Linked DNA regions of Rattus norvegicus: all the other regions are linked to region 1. The links are chromatin contacts, called in public Hi-C maps. All regions are on one chromosome and are shown on one strand. Each heading gives the region's core, a stretch centred on a gene start, on an enhancer-like site or on the middle of the called end of the contact. The rest is flanking DNA. Distances are from core to core; before and after follow the strand shown. Region 1 holds the start of Adm (adrenomedullin). Region 2 has its middle 74 kb from the start of Swap70. Region 3 overlaps Sbf2 (SET binding factor 2).

Region 1 (4,214 bases), core at 496-2,995:
ACTATGGTCAGGTTCTGGGGTTTCTGGGAACCCACGCAGCGCTCTGTGCTCCCTGCGCGTGTTGGTATAGACAGGCTAGCGCATGGCTGGGGCCGCTGCGGTGACTGTTCCGCGGCCCAGAAGGCCCTAAGGCGGGCCAGTTCGCTTAGCTGCAGCCCTTTCAACATCTGTGTCCAAGCCCCTACCAGAGGCAGAACCTGGGAATCTGTCCCCTGCCTTAGGTGGACAGTTCTAGGAGGATAAGTAATCTTAGTGCGGCCATTTCTCCCTCAGGTGCAATGTCCATGGTTGTCTGGAGAGTGACAAATGGGCTGAACTCAGCACAGACCGCACTGCGAGCAAGGTCCGCAGGACAGAATGCCTAGACGGTTTTGCGCTTGGTTTCAGAACACTTAATGGCAGATAAGGTAGGAAGCTTGGAAATCTGCCGGGGTCGCCAGGAGGAGGACATGAGTTGTCTACGTCCACATCACCAGGACTCGGGGCTAGGAGCTGGCGTAGGTCATGCACGTCTTTAGCTTCGGGACCTTCCGGGAACCCTGCATGCGGAGCTGTGCCTGTTGCCCAGTTTGGCCCTAGAAGGGAAGAAAGTGAACTCAAGAATCTGTGAAGAGCACAAGCCAGAGGCAAACGTGTTTGAACTGATTCATCGTGAATTAGCACATATCTCTGGGCGGGGGCCCGCATTCTCCTCTGCCCCTTGATGAGAATGGTGACCCCAGCCAGAAAACTTCGGCCGCCACGCCCCAGTCTTTTGAGTCTGGACTCTATAGCTTCCCACCTTTAGTGTGACTGGGCGACATACTTACCCTCTCCGCACTCACTTTTAGTCGAGAGAACACCAGCTCAGGAGTGTGTGTAAAGATCGAAAGAGATTGGGATCTGGCTGGGATTTGCCAACTGTAAAGTGATTAACATACGTGAGGCATTAGTGTGCGCCCTGTCAGTCACTCCTCACGTTTACAATGGGTGAATGAAGGCAGCCAGGCCGACTCGCAGGTTATACCCTTATAAGGCTATCACAAGGAAGAAAACAAAAATCTCTCGTTCTAATTTTGGCTATTCCTGTATTTCCAAATAGGAATGTGAGTTCTGAATCTTCAGATAACTACCCTCTCCAAACCCCAATTTCCAATTCAGCTGTTCCCAGTTCTGCCCTGATTACGAAATCGTACTGGCTAGTGTGTCAAGCAACCCCACAGTCTCAGCCGCTGTCAGGGGGACTGAGTCCCACCCTTCCAGGTGTACCCGGCGGGCACAGATGGGGGTCGAGGCTCAGTCAGGTGCTAAGCCGGCAGGGGGCGCGGCCCATTCGAGGTCACAGCTCCCCAAGTCCAGGGTTTTGGTTATCCAAGTGTCCCACCCGTCTCCCGGTTCTTCCAGCACTATCCAGAGAGCTCAGATCAGCACTCTGGGTTGTAGACGTTGTGGGCAAAGGATTCCCCCTCCCCAAGCTGTTCTGGCTGTCTTTTCCTTCTCACTGTTTGAACCCTATGCTGGGAAATTAGGGCAAGGGAAGTCCTGCGCCAGTCTAATCTCTCAGAGGGGATCTCTGAGACGCCTGGCCACAGGGGACCTCTTACCCCTACCCCAAACCCACAGGCAAGCTGCAAGGCAGGTCTGGTTTTAGAAGCAAGCATGCTGGAGGAAAGGGAGGGCTCCAGGGCAGAGCAGGCCCCGCCCTCCCTCCACTGAGCGCTTATAAGACGCTGGAGCTGGCGCTCACTATTCAGTGGTTTCTTGGTGACACTAGGCAGAACAACTCCAGCCTTTACCGCTCCTGGTTTCTCGGCTTCTCATCGCAGTCAGTCTTGGACTTTGCGGGTTTTGCCGCTGTCAGAAGGACGTCTCGGACTTTCTGCTTCAAGTGCTTGACAACTCACCCTTTCAGCAGGTAGGAACCGCTGGCCTCCACCGTGTTGGGGAGGGGGATGGCTTTGCCAAAGTCGGAAAACTTGCAGCGCTGGACAGGGGGAACAACCCACGTTAGGATAACCACTGTAGAGTACACCTCACGTCCCAGGTCTAGCCCACACGCACAGCCGGAGCTCTCCTGAGATCCCTCTCCTCCTTGGGCTGTGATCCTAGGACTTGAGTCAGAAACCTCTGGAAGCCTGGCACTTTGCAATGGCCTCCTTTGCCGTTCTTGTCACCCACCGGGCCAGCGCAAAAGCCTCCGGTGTTTCTCAGAGCCAGGGGGAGATAAGCAGCTGAGCCAAGGAGAGCGCTGCCAAGTGGCTCCCCCTCCTGCCGCCACCCTTCGTGTGCTGCGGGGATTGTGCAGCTGGCCGTGTTGCTCACACTCGGCTTCTTGCTCCTTTCCAGGGTATCGGAGCATCGCTACAGAATGAAGCTGGTTTCCATCGCCCTGATGTTATTGGGTTCGCTCGCCGTTCTCGGCGCGGACACCGCACGGCTCGACACTTCCTCGCAGTTCCGAAAGAAGTGAGTTTGGGACCGCGCTTTCTTTTTTTTCAGCCCGAATACCTGGCAATAAGGGAAAATTGAGGGATGGTCTGGAGGTGTTAGAAAGGGAGTGGAGACTGGAGTTGGCTGGGGCATCACTTGAACCTAAGCCAAACGCATCTGCTTGTGTTTTCTAGGTGGAATAAGTGGGCGCTAAGTCGTGGGAAGAGGGAACTACAAGCGTCCAGCAGCTACCCTACGGGGCTCGTTGATGAGAAGACAGTCCCGACCCAGACTCTTGGGCTCCAGGACAAGCAGAGCACGTCTAGCACCCCACAAGCCAGGTAACTAACTATGCTCTCTGCAGAGGATGTGCTGTGCCCTCTCCACTCTACTGGCCCTGGGGACTGTCCTGGCTGGACTGCAGCTGCAGCTCCGGTGGAGGGAGCAGGTTCCAGGTCCCTCGGGTTCTGCATGGCTGCGGTCCCAGGTGGTTGGGAGCAAAGCCCTGGTTGATGAAGTGCCCTTCCTTCTCCGCAGCACTCAGAGCACAGCCCACATTCGAGTCAAACGCTACCGCCAGAGCATGAACCAGGGGTCCCGCAGCACTGGATGCCGCTTTGGGACCTGCACAATGCAGAAACTGGCTCACCAGATCTACCAGTTTACAGACAAAGACAAGGACGGCATGGCCCCCAGAAACAAGATCAGCCCTCAAGGCTATGGCCGCCGGCGCCGGCGTTCCCTGCCAGAGGTCCTCCGAGCCCGGACTGTGGAGTCCTCCCAGGAGCAGACACACTCAGCTCCAGCCTCCCCGGCGCACCAAGACATCTCCAGAGTCTCTAGGTTATAGGTGCGGGTGGCAGCATTGAACAGTCGGGCGAGTATCCCATTGGCGCCTGCGGAATCAGAGAGCTTCGCACCCTGAGCGGACTGAGACAATCTTGCAGAGATCTGCCTGGCTGCCCCTAGGGGAGGCAGAGGAACCCAAGATCAAGCCAGGCTCACGTCAGAAACCGAGAATTACAGGCTGATACTCTCTCCGGGCAGGGGTCTGAGCCACTGCCTTGCCCGCTCATAAACTGGTTTTCTCACGGGGCATACGCCTCATTACTACTTGAACTTTCCAAAACCTAGCGAGGAAAAGTGCAATGCTTGTTATACAGCCAAAGGTAACTATCATATTTAAGTTTGTTGATGTCAAGAGGTTTTTTTTTTTGTAACTTCAAATATATAGAAATATTTTTGTACGTTATATATTGTATTAAGGGCATTTTAAAGCGATTATATTGTCACCTTCCCCTATTTTAAGAAGTGAATGTCTCAGCAAGGTGTAAGGTTGTTTGGTTCCGTGTGTGTGTGTGTGTGTGTGTGTGTGTGTGTGTGTGTGTAAGGTGGAGAGCGCCTGATTACCGCCTGTGGATGAAGAAAAAACATTGTGTCTTCTATAATCTATTTACATAAAATATGTGATCTGGGAAAAAGCAAACCAATAAACTGTCTCAATGCTGATTTATTCTCGCTTCATGCATTTGGGGAAGGAAGGTCTTGGTTTGGATCGGCCTGGAAGTGCTGGGATTTTGCTTCTTGTTTGGGGAAGACTGAACTGCAGTGTGGGTGCGAAGCAACTTTTCTATGCACCGGCTTATCTGTCACAAATTCTGTGGTCCATGTGGATGCACAAAGTACGTGTCCTGGGAGGGAGTCAAGATTTCTCGGAGACAGCCGAGTTCACCTCCTTGCGTGGCAGTCAGACTGGGTAGGGTAGTGTGAGCCCTATTAGGCGAGCCTCGGCTCCTTAGGTTACT
Region 2 (4,214 bases), core at 1,093-3,592, 400 kb before region 1:
TTGAAGGGAGTTGGATGCGTGTGGGGTTCAGGAAAGGTCCGAGCTGGACATAAAGTTGGCAAGTATGTCATTTAGATGGCATCTGAAGTCATGCAACCAAAGCTCATTGGGGACAGGAGAGAGGGGTCTGGGTCATGGTGCTAGGTAACGCCTGTGAAGGACGGACTGAAGGACTTAGGAGGAGCAGACTGTTAGATTGGAGAGAAGCTGAGAGGACTCCACAGTGTTCTTCAATGTTCTGGCATAATGGGGACAGGGGTGTCTTGACATTGGGTTCTTTGTTCGAAGGCCCTTGACAAGGAAGGACCCGTGGCCTCTGGCCTCAGAGATGCCATCTAGCAGATCCCCAGGCAATGGCTAACGGCTACAACAGGCCCTCAGGGTAGAGATGGTACTTCTGTCTCGACCTTAACATGGCTGAAAGTGCTCAGAGGCAGTGAGGTCACAAGGCCTGAGTTGTGGGGACATGGAGGACATTCACAGTGGGACCAATGCCAACTCGGTGACAGAAACCCCTTTGCAGGGTTAGAGACTGTCCCAGGTGCCTGCTGCACCTTGGAGCCACCCCCTGGGGGCCGGAAGCGTCTCCCACCTTCTTTCAACCTCAGGATTCACATCAGTGTCTCCTCCTCAGGTCGGATGGGGTGGCCTAAAGCTGTCCCTGCCTCTTTGGGTAAATAAGGGTTGTGTATTGCTCTAGCTCAGGCAATGTTGAATGGCCTTGGCAAGTCCTCCTGCCAGCTCAGATGAAGTCCTCTTCAGCAGAAACCTTTGCTCCCCATGGCCCTACTAGGTGGCCTGGAAACAAAGGCCTCTGTCTGCACCTTCCTCCTGTTCTCCAGGAAATCGCCCCAGGTGGTTCTTGCACACCTGTCCTGATTCCTCACCACTCACCTCTCCCTACCCTCTGTAGCCCGCCTTCTACCCTCTCCACTCCACCAATGGCACCCAAGTCACTGGTAACCCCAGGACCCCAGATCCCTCCCCACAGCTTGCTTGTTCGTTTATTTAATTATTTGGATGCTGGGCATCAAACCCAGCCTTACACCTCCTAGGGAAGTGTTCTACCATTGACCCCTACCCTTAGCCTTTTATTCTTGAGAATGTTTTCTCTTGTAGCTCAGGCTGCCCAGCTGGCTAGCCTTCCCTCTGGAGCCTTCTTCTTCTCCTTCCTCCTCTTCCTTCTCCCCCTCCTCCTCCTCCTCTTCTCCCACTTCCTTCTCCTCCTCTTCCTTTTTGGGGTTTTCAAGATAGGGTTTCTCTGTGTAGCTCTGGCTGTCCTGGAACTTACTGTGTAGACCAGGCTGGCCTCAACTCACAGAGATCCACCTGCCTCTGCCTCCTGAGTATGGGGTGAAAGGTGTGCATCCCAGCCTGGCCTGGAGTTCACCTTTTTTTCTTAAACTCTCTGCTCCTTTTGTTGGCTCTGCAGCCTGGCCCTGGCCCACCCTCTGTCCCCCTGCATGGCTCACTTTCCGCCACACAGCCAAACACACCAGTGTGCTGAAGGGTGGGGTGCTCTCTCACGGTGCTGCTGTCCCAGGGCTTGGTTCCACTTCTGCTTTTTTGCCTCCTACATTCCTCTGAGGGTCCCTGAAAGCTCATCTTCTGCTCTTGGTGCCTTGGGTTGCAGAGATTTACTGTTCCCTTCTCCCAGCCTGAGCTCTGGTCGTCCCTCAGTGATCAGCAGCTCTGTGAGAAGGGCTATCACACAACTAGGCGTGCAGTTTGGGGAACCTAGAAGGTCATTTTGGAAATGTCTGTCCCTCATTCTTCATGGTCAGGCCTGTAGTGGTCAGTGTCTGTCTTTATCCATAATCACTTTGCAGAGCTCTCACACACGTTGCTGTCCCACACGAGTGGCCCTTGACACTCCAGTCTGCAGTTGATCTTGACTTCTTGCTCCTCAGCCCACAGTAGTCTCACAAGTGGTCTTTGGGATGCCTCCTTCTCCAGTACTTCATATTGTAGCCACTGTCCCTGGCTGTGCCCTGCGGGAGTCAGGGGTTGATGGCCTAGAGGAGTGGGGTCTGCTCAGGACACAGCTCCAGATTTCCATCCAGCCCAGTCTCAGGTCCAGCCCTCTGCAGGGCAGGAGGGGCCAACCTGTATGTGGGGTACAGGCCTGCTGGATGTGCAGAGATCCACAAGGCCTCCTGGGGACCTGGAAGAGGTTCTGAAATTCGCAGGATCAAGTTTCAGAAAACACAGGTCAGGGTCCGCAGAGCAGGCAGTGGGGAAGGCCAAGCCCAGCTAATTTCCTGTCAGCAGGGCCCAGAGGCCCCAGCCTCTCTCTAGGCTGGCCGCAGGGGAGGAGATGCCGGGAATGGTTCACATTCCTCTGGCTGGGGCTGTACAGAACGTGGAACCTCAGGGGACCTCGGGGAATGAGGAGATGGATCTGCTGTGGCCAGAGAGGGGGGAACAGTCCAGGCATCTGTTGTTGAACCGTTGCCTGGCTGAGGCCAAGGCTTGCAGAGAGGATGCTGGAAGCAGGAAAAGAGGCTACAGGAGCCTGGAGAGAGAAAAGTCTGACCCACATAGGGTCGCCAGGCACCACCCCCTGAGCCCAGAGCAAACTCATTTGTTTCCTGCCCAGGCCTGGATTTCCTAGAAGGCTCAGCTATGGTTGGGCTGTGTGGCAGCGGCGGGGCCAAGCTGGGCTGGGCTCCTCTTGGAAGGGACTGAAGTCCACCACATACTGAACAGCCTTTCCAGTGCTCTGGTTGTATGTGGCAGAGGATATGAGTGGCTAAATCAGCTGGGGCCCTGTTCTCTACTAGAAGGCTCAAGTTCCCTCCTAGAGAAGGAACTTTATGTCCCGTCTGGTCCCCAGGAGGGGATTCCCAGCCTTGAACAGCTGTCCAGAAGCTTGGCCCAGGCAGGGTTGACAGGTTCCCTCCCCCTCTGGCCTAGATAGAAGAAGGGCACACAGGATAAAATCCAACAATTCTGGGCTCAAATCCTAGCTCCATTCGGCTCTGCAGTGTGACCTTAGACTAGGTCATTTAACCCCCTGAAAAATCTCCCTAATACAAGTGTCCTGTCAGGGCCTGGCTTCTCCCTGCCCGGCCAGCCTTCCCACCAGATAGGGCCTAGTCTACCCAGATTTTCTGCCTCCTCAAGTCTGAACAGACTCAACAGTTCCCAACCTGCCTGCCCTGAGCACGCCTCGCCCCGGAGATCCTGGAGATTGGCTGGGTTTCTTTCCTTGCCTTCCCCCACGCCCTCTCTGCCCAGCCTCCACCACATGTAAGAGTCAACATAAATGCCACTGGTCAAGGAGTCTCTTCTCCACAGAAGGTCATGTGTTCCTTGTGCCTTTCTGCTGGTTTCTGCCTGCCCTTACGCAAACAGCTCTGGCTACCCTGGACATAGTGCTTGCTGACTTTATTTAGGACCCAGAGTGTCTGAGCATCACCGCAGAGAGCATGAAGGGACACAAGTTGAATAGATAGACAATGGTCAGGGCTTTCGTATGACCAGTTCGTTCACGGTAGGCACCATCCTGTGCTTGGGGTGGGGAAGAGGCTGAGGGTTGGAGGATTCTCACATACTGGGGTCCTGGGAAGAGAAATGCTTTTACCTTCATGGTAAGGCTCCTAGTCCCCCCAAGGACTAACTCAGCTAGTGGTGTTAAGAGGCCACCAGAACCTGGCAGAACCAGGTGAGGGTGGGTCCGTGTCCTGTGAGTGTTAATGTCACCAGGGTGTGGTCTGTGTGCGTGTGAATGCACACACCTTCTACATTACTGCTGGTGCATGCCCATGACTGCACTGACACGTGCATGGCATCTCCCCATCCTCCGACATCAGCCCTCACTCTCTGAGGTACCCCTGCCCCATGTCTGACTTTTTTTTTTTTTTTTTTTTTTTTTGGTTCTTTTTTTTCGGAGCTGGGGACCGAACCCAGGGCCTTGCGCTTCCTAGGTAAGCGCTCTATCACTGAGCTAAATCCCCAGCCCCTCCATGTCTGACTTTTAACCCTGGGCCACCCTCACCTGATTCCTCGTCCAGGGCTCCTCCCTCCTCACATCCTCAGCTCCCGTCTGATGGTGCATGAGTAGCTTCATGATGCTATGGCAAGCGACTAGAGGCAGCATGGTACTGTGCGCTTCTGGAGGGTGTGTGCTCCCTGCTCAAGGCTTCTTTCCATCTCCAGGGCTCTCGGTGGCTGCCTGGGTGGCTGCCTGGGTGGCTGCCTGCGTCTTTCTG
Region 3 (4,214 bases), core at 737-3,236, 310 kb before region 1:
GGCATCTAAACTTCATTTAATTTCACTTGTCATTTCTTGGGATTATTTCCTAATGGACTCCCCACTTATGCCTATCTTGGAATATCTTTTTTAATCGAAGTTTTTCTTTAGCATTTTCTAAGTTTCCAGGTCTTACATTAAAATCTTCAATTCTATTTTGAATTGATTTTTCTGCATCATGAGAGATAGGGATAGTTTCATTCTTCAATAGGTAGATATCTAGTTTTTACAGTACTAAATGTTAAAGAGGCTTTTTTCCCCCCAATATATATATATATATTTTTACAGTTTTTTTTCTTTCTTTTTTTTGGAGCTGGGGACCGAACCCAGGGCCTTGTGCTTGCTAGGCAAGCGCTCTACCACTGACCTAAATCCCCAACCCCTACAGTTTTGTTTAAACACCTACAGTTTTGTTTAGGTGACTGTAGTTGTGTGTGTTTCCTCTGGGTCCTCTAACCTACTTCCCTCGTCTATGTGTTTGTTTTGGGTCAGTTACTGTTTTTTTGCTACTGTGGCTCCTAGTGTATTTTGAGATCAGGTATTGTGGTACCCTAGCATTGTGCTTTCTGTTCAGGACTGCTTTGGCTATTCATGGTCTTTTGTGCTTACATATGCATTTACAAATTGTTTTTGCTAATTCTGTGAAGGATGTCAGTGGAATTTTTATGGGAATTGCATTAAATATGTAGACTGCTTTTGACAATATAGTTATTCTTATAATATTGATTCTGTCTTCTTCAATCTTCTCAATGCTTTATTTCACCCCCCACCCCCCATATGTATCTCAGTATGGGTATAAGCACGTGAATACAAGGGCCTGTTGAGGCCACAAGAGGGTGCTGGAACACCAGAGCTGAGAGTTGTAGGTGGTTCTGAGCTGTGTGATGTGGGTATTGGGATGTCATTAATTTGAAACTTGTACACTACTAATGACCTGCACTATCAAGTCCTGAAAATTTTATCATTTACTTATATCCATTTTCAGAAATGCCTATTTCAACCCTACTGCTGCCTGCAAATATCAGAGATGCACAGACAACTTGCCACATTCTAAGAGATTAGTTGTATAAATATTTAATGTCAGTCTGGAGCCTCTACCCTGCCTTTGATCATCCAGGTCACAGATAAAACGCACAAATTTTATATTTATAATAAGCCTTAATCAGCACTAGGGCTGGGCAGATATCTACTGTCTGTACTATTAGAATCTACTTTCCCACCAATAACCCTGAGTTATAACTTGCTATGTTCCATCTGGGCAGCTCTTAACTCCAGCTAGTTAGCCCTCATGGCTATGCTTTCATGATTCCCTACCCTATGGTGGCTTCCACCTCTTTCCACCTTCTTCTCCTTCCTCATGGTTCTCCTCCCCTCACCTCTCCTTCACCCCCAACCAGGTAACTCAAAACCCACCTACCTCTAATTCTTCCTGTAACTGGCTGTAGCCAATTTTATTTAAGCAATAGTTTTAAATTAAGGAACAAAGTTTGCACAATGAAAGCTGGTAAATGTGAGAGTTCACTCCTAGGCCTAGACATAGTTTAGGATTACAATACATAGCAAAAGACCAAACCTCAACATTAGTTACATATTTTCAGGTTTCCTTCTACGATTACAATTCTAAATCTAGTGTTATTAGCTGGAAATGTATCATCCAAGAGTATGAGAAAACAGATCAGTTTCTCCCAGGCATTGCAGTTGTTCTCTGACTTCTTCATTGTAAACCTTAACCATCAACAAACACTACAGCACCCTGCTGACTGAGGGATCTGTCTGCTTTCATTACCCCAGTACTCAAAACCTTCTTTGCTCATGACTTCTCTTTATATCTCTAAAATCCCTGAAAAATCTATCTGTGACCACAAGGACAGCTCTAAAGCTAGAAAAATTAAAAAAGAAAGGGAATCTGTTGAGTCACCGAGTGTTTATAATAACACACAATTCACTTCCTGTTGCAATAATTTCTTCTGTAATTCAACAGCTCCCCCACAGATCCCCATGAAGTCTATGACTTCTCAAAAATGTCAACAATGCTGACTAGTGTTAACGGAAAGAGTGCTGCCTAAGCAAAATCAAACTAGAAGAATAGTCTATTTTTTACAAAGTTCGTTTTAGGGACAAGCAGTTGATAAAATCAGTTTTTGTTACTCATAAAGACAGTCATGAATTCTGTATTTTCCAATTATAGCATGCTACAAGGACCTCAAAATTTTCTAGTTCCCATCATACAGCCAAAAGTCCATGCCCTAAAGAATATATTATAGTCTGCTGAAAAATCAATGTAAGTATCAAGCAGTCAAGTGATTTCCAGATCAAGGATCAGAACTATTGAGGGGCTCCAAGGAGGTGGAAGGGCACAGAAAAATACAGAAAAAAAAAACCCATTGGGAGAGTTTAGCTAATTCACAGAGAACATTCTCATTGTTAATCTGGATGAAAATGCTTTTTAGCATTTGTGAAGGGCAGTAATTAGTACTGATTATATACGAAAAACCATTTACATATAGATCTATAAGGGTATTTTGCTTGGGACTAGACATATTAGAATGCTTGTTTAGCATGTGTGAGGTCTTAGGTTCATTCAATAGTACTAAATAAACACACATGTATTTATGTGTGTACATTTATGTATATATCTTTAGATGAGCATATTTATTTTGCTTACATGCTCCTTGGAGTTAAAGTCAGTAAATGGAGACTTGCTTCCTGCTCTAGCTAGAATTATAGGTAGCAGAGGAGAATACAGACCCATCATAGGTAGTACAGGATAGTACTTACGAAGCTGGACTGATTGTGGACATCTGCCTAAGCCCCATGAGCCCAGCAACTACATCTCTTCTGTACTTCCATGCATATGCAGAGGCTGGTCAAGAAGACGTTCAACCTGCAGCTGAACTCCATCCTGCTCTTCATCCTACCGCTATCCACTGTGCACTCACTACATGCCTGCCACTCCAACAGATGCTTTAAGTTCATCACTGCCTTCCATCTTTACTTATCACCACCCCATACATTTGTTTAAGATCTCAGAATAAGCTGGAGTTCAAATTCACATCTGGTTTCCATTTTAGGGCTTTCCTCCCATATCTTAGTTACATTTCTATTGCTGTCAAGAGACACCACGACTAAGGCGATTTATAAAAGATAAGGGTGCATTAGGGGCTGGCTTACAGTTTTGGAGGGTTAGGACATGATCATCATGGCAGGAAGCATGGCAGTAGGCATAACCTTGGAGCAGTAGCTGACAGCTTACACGTTAAGACAACAACCACAAGTCAGAGAGATAGATCCAACTGGGAACTGCATGAGGTTTTGAAACCTCACAGCTCACCTCAGTGATGAAACCCATCCAACCAGGCCACACCAGAGGCCAAATATTGAAGCCTATGAGCCTATTGTGATGCTCTCATTCACACCACAGTAGTTCACCTCCTGTAGTACAGCACAAGAATGTACAGTCAGAGCTCAGAGTGGAGGCTGCGGAGCTAACGCTGTCAGCTGCATGTGGCTGTTCGCTTCGTTCTGGCTACTTATGAGGTGTCTGAGAGAGTGTGTTTATGACAGAGAGGAGGAGAGTAGAGTTTGACTTTTACCATTTATGTAGAAACCAGAGGATGACTTTGGATGTCTTCTTTTGCTATCTCTACTTTGTATTTTGAAACAGGGTCTCACACTGAACCTGGAACTGTTTCCTTGAGACTGGCTAACCAGCAATCCTCCAGGATCTGCCAGTCTCTACACCCACAGGGCTGGGCGATAGGCCGACATCTCTAAGCTTGGCTCTTACATGGCTGTTGAGAATTTGAAATTTGGTCCTTGTTTTTAACCCACCAAGCATTTTATCTACTGAGCCCCTTGTCCAGGATTTTAATTTTTTAATTAAACCAAAAGAAGAAATTTTATGTAATGTTCAGATTTATAATTTTCTTGAAAACGAAACAAAACAAAAGATGTGCTAACCACTTCCTGCAGGGCTGAAGCTGCTAGAGCTGACAGTGGCTGCCCTTTACTCATTTACATCCTCTGGTCTCAAGCATTTGGTTAGCAATTCTTAGTACCTTCCTGCATTTCTCTCTAGCTGCCTCAGAAGTGCTTGTCTTTTGTGTTAGCTTACTAATGGGCTGTCAATCTCTCAAGCCTCCTTCTCTTTGCTGTGAGCTCCTGACAGTTTAGCAGTCTGAACTCCTTAGCATGCGTCTGGGCGTCTAGGCATG

What was found. Hi-C and Micro-C count contacts between places; a contact is called where the count stands out from the background.
Region 2: a Hi-C map of liver shows a contact between it and region 1, with 3 times the contacts expected there. The contact joins the enhancer-like site here to the promoter of Adm in region 1. A contact is called at or near these places in 11 of 12 Hi-C or Micro-C datasets (the A7r5 cell line, Schwann cells, frontal cortex and 6 more) and 1 of 1 datasets of contacts at active chromatin or transcription factors (oligodendrocytes).
Region 3: a contact with region 1 is called in a Hi-C map of the Rat2 cell line, with 12 times the contacts expected there. The contact joins the enhancer-like site here to the promoter of Adm in region 1. A contact is called at or near these places in 5 of 12 Hi-C or Micro-C datasets (the Rat2 cell line, Schwann cells, kidney and 1 more).

Annotation. Positions count from the first base shown.
Region 1 is chr1:174,178,455-174,182,668 of GRCr8, forward strand. Adm (adrenomedullin) reads left to right here and starts at 1,746. Exons shown (of 4, transcript NM_012715.2): 1 at 1,746-1,894; 2 at 2,326-2,445; 3 at 2,604-2,750; 4 at 2,947-3,917. The coding sequence starts at 2,348. The coding sequence ends at 3,259.
Region 2 is chr1:173,774,544-173,778,757 of GRCr8, forward strand. No RefSeq gene overlaps it. Among named protein-coding and RNA genes, the nearest start is that of Swap70, 74 kb to the left of the region's middle. Within about 2 kb of position 2,343, at least 33 of the 93 cell types and tissues checked have an H3K27ac peak or open chromatin away from gene starts, as enhancers often do. A contact at or near this core is called in the A7r5 cell line, Schwann cells, kidney and 1 more, where this site is marked.
Region 3 is chr1:173,872,270-173,876,483 of GRCr8, forward strand. The region is part of intron 16 of Sbf2 (SET binding factor 2); the gene reads right to left. Among named protein-coding and RNA genes, the nearest start is that of Swap70, 170 kb to the left of the region's middle. Within about 2 kb of position 1,987, at least 8 of the 93 cell types and tissues checked have an H3K27ac peak or open chromatin away from gene starts, as enhancers often do.